Linked DNA regions of Sus scrofa: region 1 is linked to region 2. Evidence: chromatin contacts called from public HiChIP or PLAC-seq data. All regions are on one chromosome and are shown on one strand. Each heading gives the region's core, a stretch centred on a gene start, on an enhancer-like site or on the middle of the called end of the contact. The rest is flanking DNA. Distances are from core to core; before and after follow the strand shown.

Evidence for each region. HiChIP or PLAC-seq counts read pairs in DNA pulled down with a chosen protein or histone mark.
Region 1: a contact with region 2 is called in an H3K27ac HiChIP or PLAC-seq map of alveolar macrophages. The contact joins the promoter of SFT2D1 here to the promoter of RNASET2 in region 2. A contact is called at or near these places in 2 of 5 promoter capture datasets (fetal liver and fetal skeletal muscle), 3 of 47 Hi-C or Micro-C datasets (blood, embryonic fibroblasts and skeletal muscle) and 1 of 2 datasets of contacts at active chromatin or transcription factors (alveolar macrophages).

Annotation. Positions count from the first base shown.
Region 1 is chr1:2,575,303-2,578,321 of Sscrofa11.1, forward strand. It overlaps SFT2D1 (SFT2 domain containing 1), which reads left to right and starts at 1,513. Exons shown (of 8, transcript NM_001244534.1): 1 at 1,513-1,652. The coding sequence starts at 1,590.
Region 2 is chr1:2,145,104-2,148,154 of Sscrofa11.1, forward strand. RNASET2 (ribonuclease T2) reads left to right here and starts at 1,604. Exons shown (of 10, transcript XM_001928085.5): 1 at 1,604-1,819; 2 at 2,051-2,215. The coding sequence starts at 2,142.

The DNA.
Region 1 (3,019 bases), core at 263-2,762, 430 kb after region 2:
AGGGTTTCACACTTTTAATTTTTTTTTTTTTTTTTTGTCTTTTTCTCCTTTTAGGGCCACACCCGCGGCATGTGGAGGTTCCCAGGCTAGGGGCTGAATTGGAGCTACAGCTGCCGGCCTACACCACAGCCACAGCAATGCAGGATCTGAGCTGTGTCTGTGACCTACACCACAGCTCATGGCAACGCCGGATCCTTAACCCACTGAGTGAGGCCAGGGATGGAACCCGCAATCTCATTGTTCCTAGTTGGATTCGTTTCCGCTGCGCCAAGAGGGGAACCCCAGGGTTCCACATTTTCAAAGCTGGAAAATGAGCTGAGTGAAAAAAAAAAACACTTCTCACAAGGAAAAAGGAATAAGGCAGCCTTTTGCCTTTTCTTCTGAGGTATTTTGAAGTAAAACTGACCTTAGAACAACAGATTTGAACCGCCTGGGGCCACTTACACGTGGATTTTTTTTTCAATAGTGAATACTACAACACTGTGGGATCCTCTGTGGGTTGAACCTGAGGATGCAGGACCAAGGATACAGAGGAGCGGAGGATGTGGTTGAAGAGGCTGTGCACGAACCACACGCATGGAGAGCTGGCTGGAGGCTGTACACCCACTCTAAACTACAGGGAGGGCCGGAACCCCAACCCCCACAGGGTTCAAGGTCAACTGTTATATCTATTCTTGTTTCACCTTGAAAAGTAGGTGAGTATAACTATCCAGCTCCCAACGCCGCACCACAGGGCAGGGCTGAAGTCAGAGCACAGAACTGCTGGCCCCCAAGGCCTGCCCGCTGTCTCCTTTCAAGCAAAGATATTTTGAGAACTGCAGTTCAGAACCGAACTCCTGCCAGTACCCTCACACTGGCCCCCAGCATTCTTCTGCTGTCAGGTCTGGACGCAGGTCTGTGGCACTGGAGCTCCAGGCTACAGAACCAGTTCCCGCGTCTGAGCCCTGGACCTCGGTCTGCAGGCCTAGACGTCGATCGGGTCAAAGTCCTGGACGTGGGTCTGAGCACTGGGCCTGAGGTCTACAGCACTGGTTCTCGCTCTGCAGTACTGGATGTGGGTCTGCAGCATTCCATGTCGGGCCCGCAGGGACAGACTTCTGGTCCGGGCACTGGATCCCGGGTCCGCAGGTCCGGGCACTGGATCCCGGGTCCGCGGGCCCGGACGTGGGTCCGAGGCACAGGTGAGGATCCCCGTTCGTTGTGTGCATTCATTCAACAAACGCGAGCTGTGCGCCCGCTGGGCCAGACTCCCGTGGGTGGGAGGCAGCGACTGCTGGACCCGAGCGCGGGTGACCTGCGGCTCTCCGCTTCCCTGCGTGACCGCTTCCGCCCCGGGGCCAGGAGGAAGCCAGCGCAGCGCGGAGGCGCAGCCCGACGCGGTTGCCCGCAGCCGCAGGGCTCAGACGGGCCCGCGGCGCAACCCGGCGCGCATGCGCGCGCTGCTACGGCGGCCGCAGGGGCCGCTCCGATTCGCCGGAAGCGAAAGACCCGGACTTCCGGTCGGCCCGTGGAGTTTCAGGTTCCGGGTTTCCGGGTGAACGAGAGCGGCTGGGGAGTGAGTGGCCGCCGCTGCGGCGGGGAGCAGGGCCATGGAGAAGCTGCGGCGGGTCCTGAGCGGCCAGGACGACGAGGAGCAGGGCCTGACTGCGCAGGTAGGGAGCCGGCGCCCGGCCCCGGGGTGAACGTGTGCTGGGGCGGGACCGCGCAGCGTGGGCGGCTGGGCCTCCTCTACCTGCCCAGGTGATGCGGGAGGGCGCCACCCGCCTGCCGGGAAGAATTTGAGGCGCTTTCCAGGTTTTCATGGAGCCCACTTTGGGACCCCCTCCCCCTATTTGACCTTGTGACTTCTAGGGACCCCCTTTACTATCTGTCTCCCTCTCCCAAATAACCTCTCTGCCCCCGTGCTCCTCTTCCCCAGCCTCCGCTTGGTTTCCTGCGCCTGGTGTGGGCTCCGAACTCGGGCTGGCAGCGCAGTAGGTGTGCAGGTACTTGTCCTGCCAGCTGCTGAAGCCGAAATCTTACAGCTTCATTGCATCCTTTAGCCTCGGTTATTAAATGAACTGTTGTGAATGTGTATGTGTCTTTTGGAAGCAGGGAGACCGGAGGGAGAAAAAAAGCAGGTCATTGAGAAGTGAAATAATGCTAAATTAAAAGTTGTCTGTTGAGCCCTGTTAAGGGATTTTTTTTTTTTTTTTTTTAAGAAAAAAAGCAACCCTTGTCTCCATGCTTTACCCAGGAGACTTGATAAGGGTTACTTCCTCTGCTAAGAGGGTTAAAAATAGTGCAGCAGGAACTGCTTTGTAAGTATTTTTGTTATATGCATACTGACAAATTCTCGTTTGCTTGTCACAAAAGTGGAACATTTAAAAACAAAACAATGTTACATAAGGATCTTTTATTTGTCTTTTTTCCTGTCCTAACTTCCTTCCTTGTTGTCATAATTATTCAGCACTTCTTGTGAACAGGATCCTGGACTAGGTAGGCTCTTAGTGTTCTAAGCCTAGAAGTCAAGCATCTCCTCTAAGTGAATTCTAACGAGTTTGGTAAATCATAATGATAATACAAGAACCCATAAATAGTAATATGGGAAACGTACATTAGATAGCCATGGCTTATCCAACTCATTGATTTTTAAAAAAAATTTTTTCCCTGTTTTTGGCCGTACCCTTGGCACTCGGAAGTTCCCAGCCAGGGACCACATCCAAGTCCTATCTGCAACCTCCGCCACAGCTGCAGCAATACCGGATCCTGAACCCCTTGCACGGAGCTGGAAGTGCATGGCAACACCATGGAGACGAGCTGGGTCATTAACCCACTGCACCCCAGTGGGAACTCCCCCACCTCATTTATCAAACCACTGTCTTCTGCTTTACATTCTGTGATAGATCTGTGCTCTGCAAACAGTAGCCATAGCTATAAGTGGCTGTTTAAATTTAAGTTAATGAAAATTAAATGAAATTTCAACTTCCTTTCTCAGTCATACCAGCCACATCCCAGGTGCTCAGCAGGCACGTGTGTT
Region 2 (3,051 bases), core at 354-2,853:
ACGGCAATGCCAATCCTTAATCCACTGAGTGAGGCCAGGGATTGAACCTACATCCTCACAGATACCTAGTGAGGTAACGGCTGGTTACCTCTGAGCCATGACGGGAACTCCGCAGACTAAAGAACTTCGATGCTTATCCAAAGATCAATGGAAGACTCCGAAAGTTTCTCCAGGGGTGATCGGATGAGAGGCACACCTACCTTTAGAGCCCCTGCTCTTGAATGCAAGTTCCTGTGCCCAACGTGCTGACGTCAAACAAACCCAAACACTGAAATTTGGAGCAGGAAAGGTTTACTGCCAAGAAAGGAGAGCAAGCAGCTCATGCGCTTCTTGACCCACTGGGGTCGGGGCAAAGAAAGGTGTTTTTATAGCAAAAGCGGGGTGAGGGCTGTGCGGTGTGCGCCTTTCCTCTGATTGGTTAGTGGTGAGGTCACAGGGCGGGGCTCCAGGCATCTAGGGCTCCCGCGAAGTTGCCGTCCTGCACGTGCCAGGGGGCCTGAGTTCCCGCGGAGGATGTTTTGGTGTCTATTTATATCTTGAGGAGGAACTGGGACTCAGTTTTACTGCTGCAGCTTCCTGATTGTTTTTCCTTTGTTTCGCGTTCCCTCTCTTCCCTAATTAGCAGCTGCCTGAATCTGCCCTTTGGAACTCAGGGCAGGTCGTGGAGGCTGAAGCCTTTTGCTACAAACCGGAAGCAGGGGCCACAGAAACCCTTTTGTACCCGGGAGGGGCCGGTGGGTTCTGCTCAGTTTCATTACCCCTTGGCAGCAGAGTGGAGAGAGCCGGTTGACAGAGTCACAGAGAACCCAGGGGACCAACCACTTTTCGCAGTTAGGAGGTCACTGGCCATCACTGAAGGTGTAGTTTCTGAGGACAGAGGAGGAGGGATGCGGACTAAAGTCTGAGCCGCAGGCGGCAGGCGGCATAGCAGGAATCTGCTGCCTGCTCCTCCACCCAGCGATCTGAGCCCTGCTCTGATGGTCACGCGTCTCCTGCTCCTCAGGTCCAAGGACGCTCGTTGTCTGCTTGGCGGTAGGCGTGCTGCCACAGGCTTGCTTTTGCATCTGACTGATGGTCCTGGGGGAGGCTCAGCTCTGAAGGGCCTGCTGTTCTACCTAGAGCCATGCGAATGCAGCAGAGACAAATGGACTCGCGTCGGGTTAGGGCAGGGGCCCCCCTCTGGTCTTGGAGCTGGACAGACACCAAAGCCTGGAGACCAAGGGCTGCCCCAGTAGGCCCTGCGGTGGAGAGGACGCTCAGCCCCCATGCCTGCTCTGGTTCTGAGGGTCCTAGTGCCTTTAGGACAGCCTGGCCTCAAGGGAGCAGCCTTCTCCTCTGCACTTCTCTGCGCCCCAAGGCGTTGTGCCTGCACACTTGTCACACACCTTCAGGGGAGCAGCCGTGCCAGGAATCTTCCGGGCTGGACCCTTGGCCTGACCACATCGGCTCCTAGGCAGCTCAACGCGGGGAGGAGGGACCGGGTACCAGGAGCTGAGGGACGGCGGCTTGAAAATTGACTTCACGGGTTCGGGTGAGGGGCGAAGGCGGGCGGGAATTAGGCCGAAAGGGAAGCCTAGTCAAAAAGGCAAAGAGGAAGAACAGACCCGGGCGGCGTGTGTCCTCCCGCGGAACCCGGCCGGCGGCCCGGGGGCGGGGCCTTGGGCGCCGGGGCGTGGCCGAGGCTGGGGGCGTGCCCCGGGCCGGGGGCGTGGCGTCGGGCGCCCTTCGCGGAAACACACCCGGCTCAGGGGACCGCGGGGGTCGCCGTCGGGGTAGCTGCGGGGCGCAGGGCCGGACTCGTGTGCGCCTGGCGAGCCCGGTGAGGCGGCGGGGTCCCTGGAGCTCCTGACGGGAGGGATCCGGGACCCGGGGCCCACTTGGGCGGGGATCTGGGGTCCAGGGCCCGCTCGGGGCAGGGGTCAGGGGTTTCGGACCTGTCGGTGCCGGCCTGGTCCACTGTGTTCCTCGGGGGTGGGCGGGGTTGACCGCGCTGCCCGCAGGCCGCCCGACGGCGTGCGTGATCGGCTTAAGGAAATCTGTCCATTTTCAGGGAAACGCGGGGCCTGGCTCTGGACACGGCCTCGCGCCCTCGGAAAGCCGAGCCTTTGTGCCCCTCCGGGGTCTTCCCTGCCTTCGGCGCGATGCGGCTCCCGGCCGGCCTCGGCGTCCTCTGCCTGGCGCTCTGCTGCCTGGGCGGCGCGCGCGAGCTCTGGAGGTGAGCTGCCTGGGGGGTGCGGGACCCGGGCGGCTGGGGGCTGGGGGGAAGCTGAGATTCTCCCAGGCGGCCGCACGCATTTTGTCCAGGTTCCTGTACGACCCTGGGAAGTTCCAAGTTCCTCCCTCCAGGCCTTCCTCCCCCGCCCCTGGTTCCCTCCTTCCACGCTCTCTCTTGCACTGAAAATCAGGGGTAAACAGGCTCTCCTGGAGGGGGTTCTCATTTTTGACCTTTTTTTTTTTTTTTTTTGTCTTTTTGTCTTTTGTTGTTGCTATTTCTTGGGCCGCTCCCGCGGCATATGGAGGTTCCCAGGCTAGGGGTTGAATCCGAGCTGTAGCCACCGGCCTACGCCAGAGCCACAGCAACGCAGGATCCGAGCCGTGTCTGCAACCTACACCACAGCTCACGGCAACGCCGGATCGTTAACCCACTGAGGAAGACCAGGGACCGAACCCGCAACCTCATGGTTCCTAGTCGGATTCGTTAACCACTGCGCCACGACGGGAACTCCTCATTTTTGACTTTTGTAGCCGGTCTTAGTACCGGGTTTTAAGGCCCTTCTGTTTCATTTGAGTAATGATCATATTAGTAGAAGTTTCATACTTCCTGCAGGAATGGGGCCGTTTTTCTTTTCCGCGAAGCACCATTGCTGTTTTAGTGTTTACTTTTATTTATTTATTTATTTTTTTGTCTTTTTGCTATTTCTTTGGGCTGCTCCTGCGGCATATGGAGGTTCCCAGGCTAGGGGTCGAATCGGAGCTGTAGCCACCGGCCTACTCCAGAGCCACAGCAACACAGGATCCAAGCCACGTCTGCAACCTACACCACAGCTCATG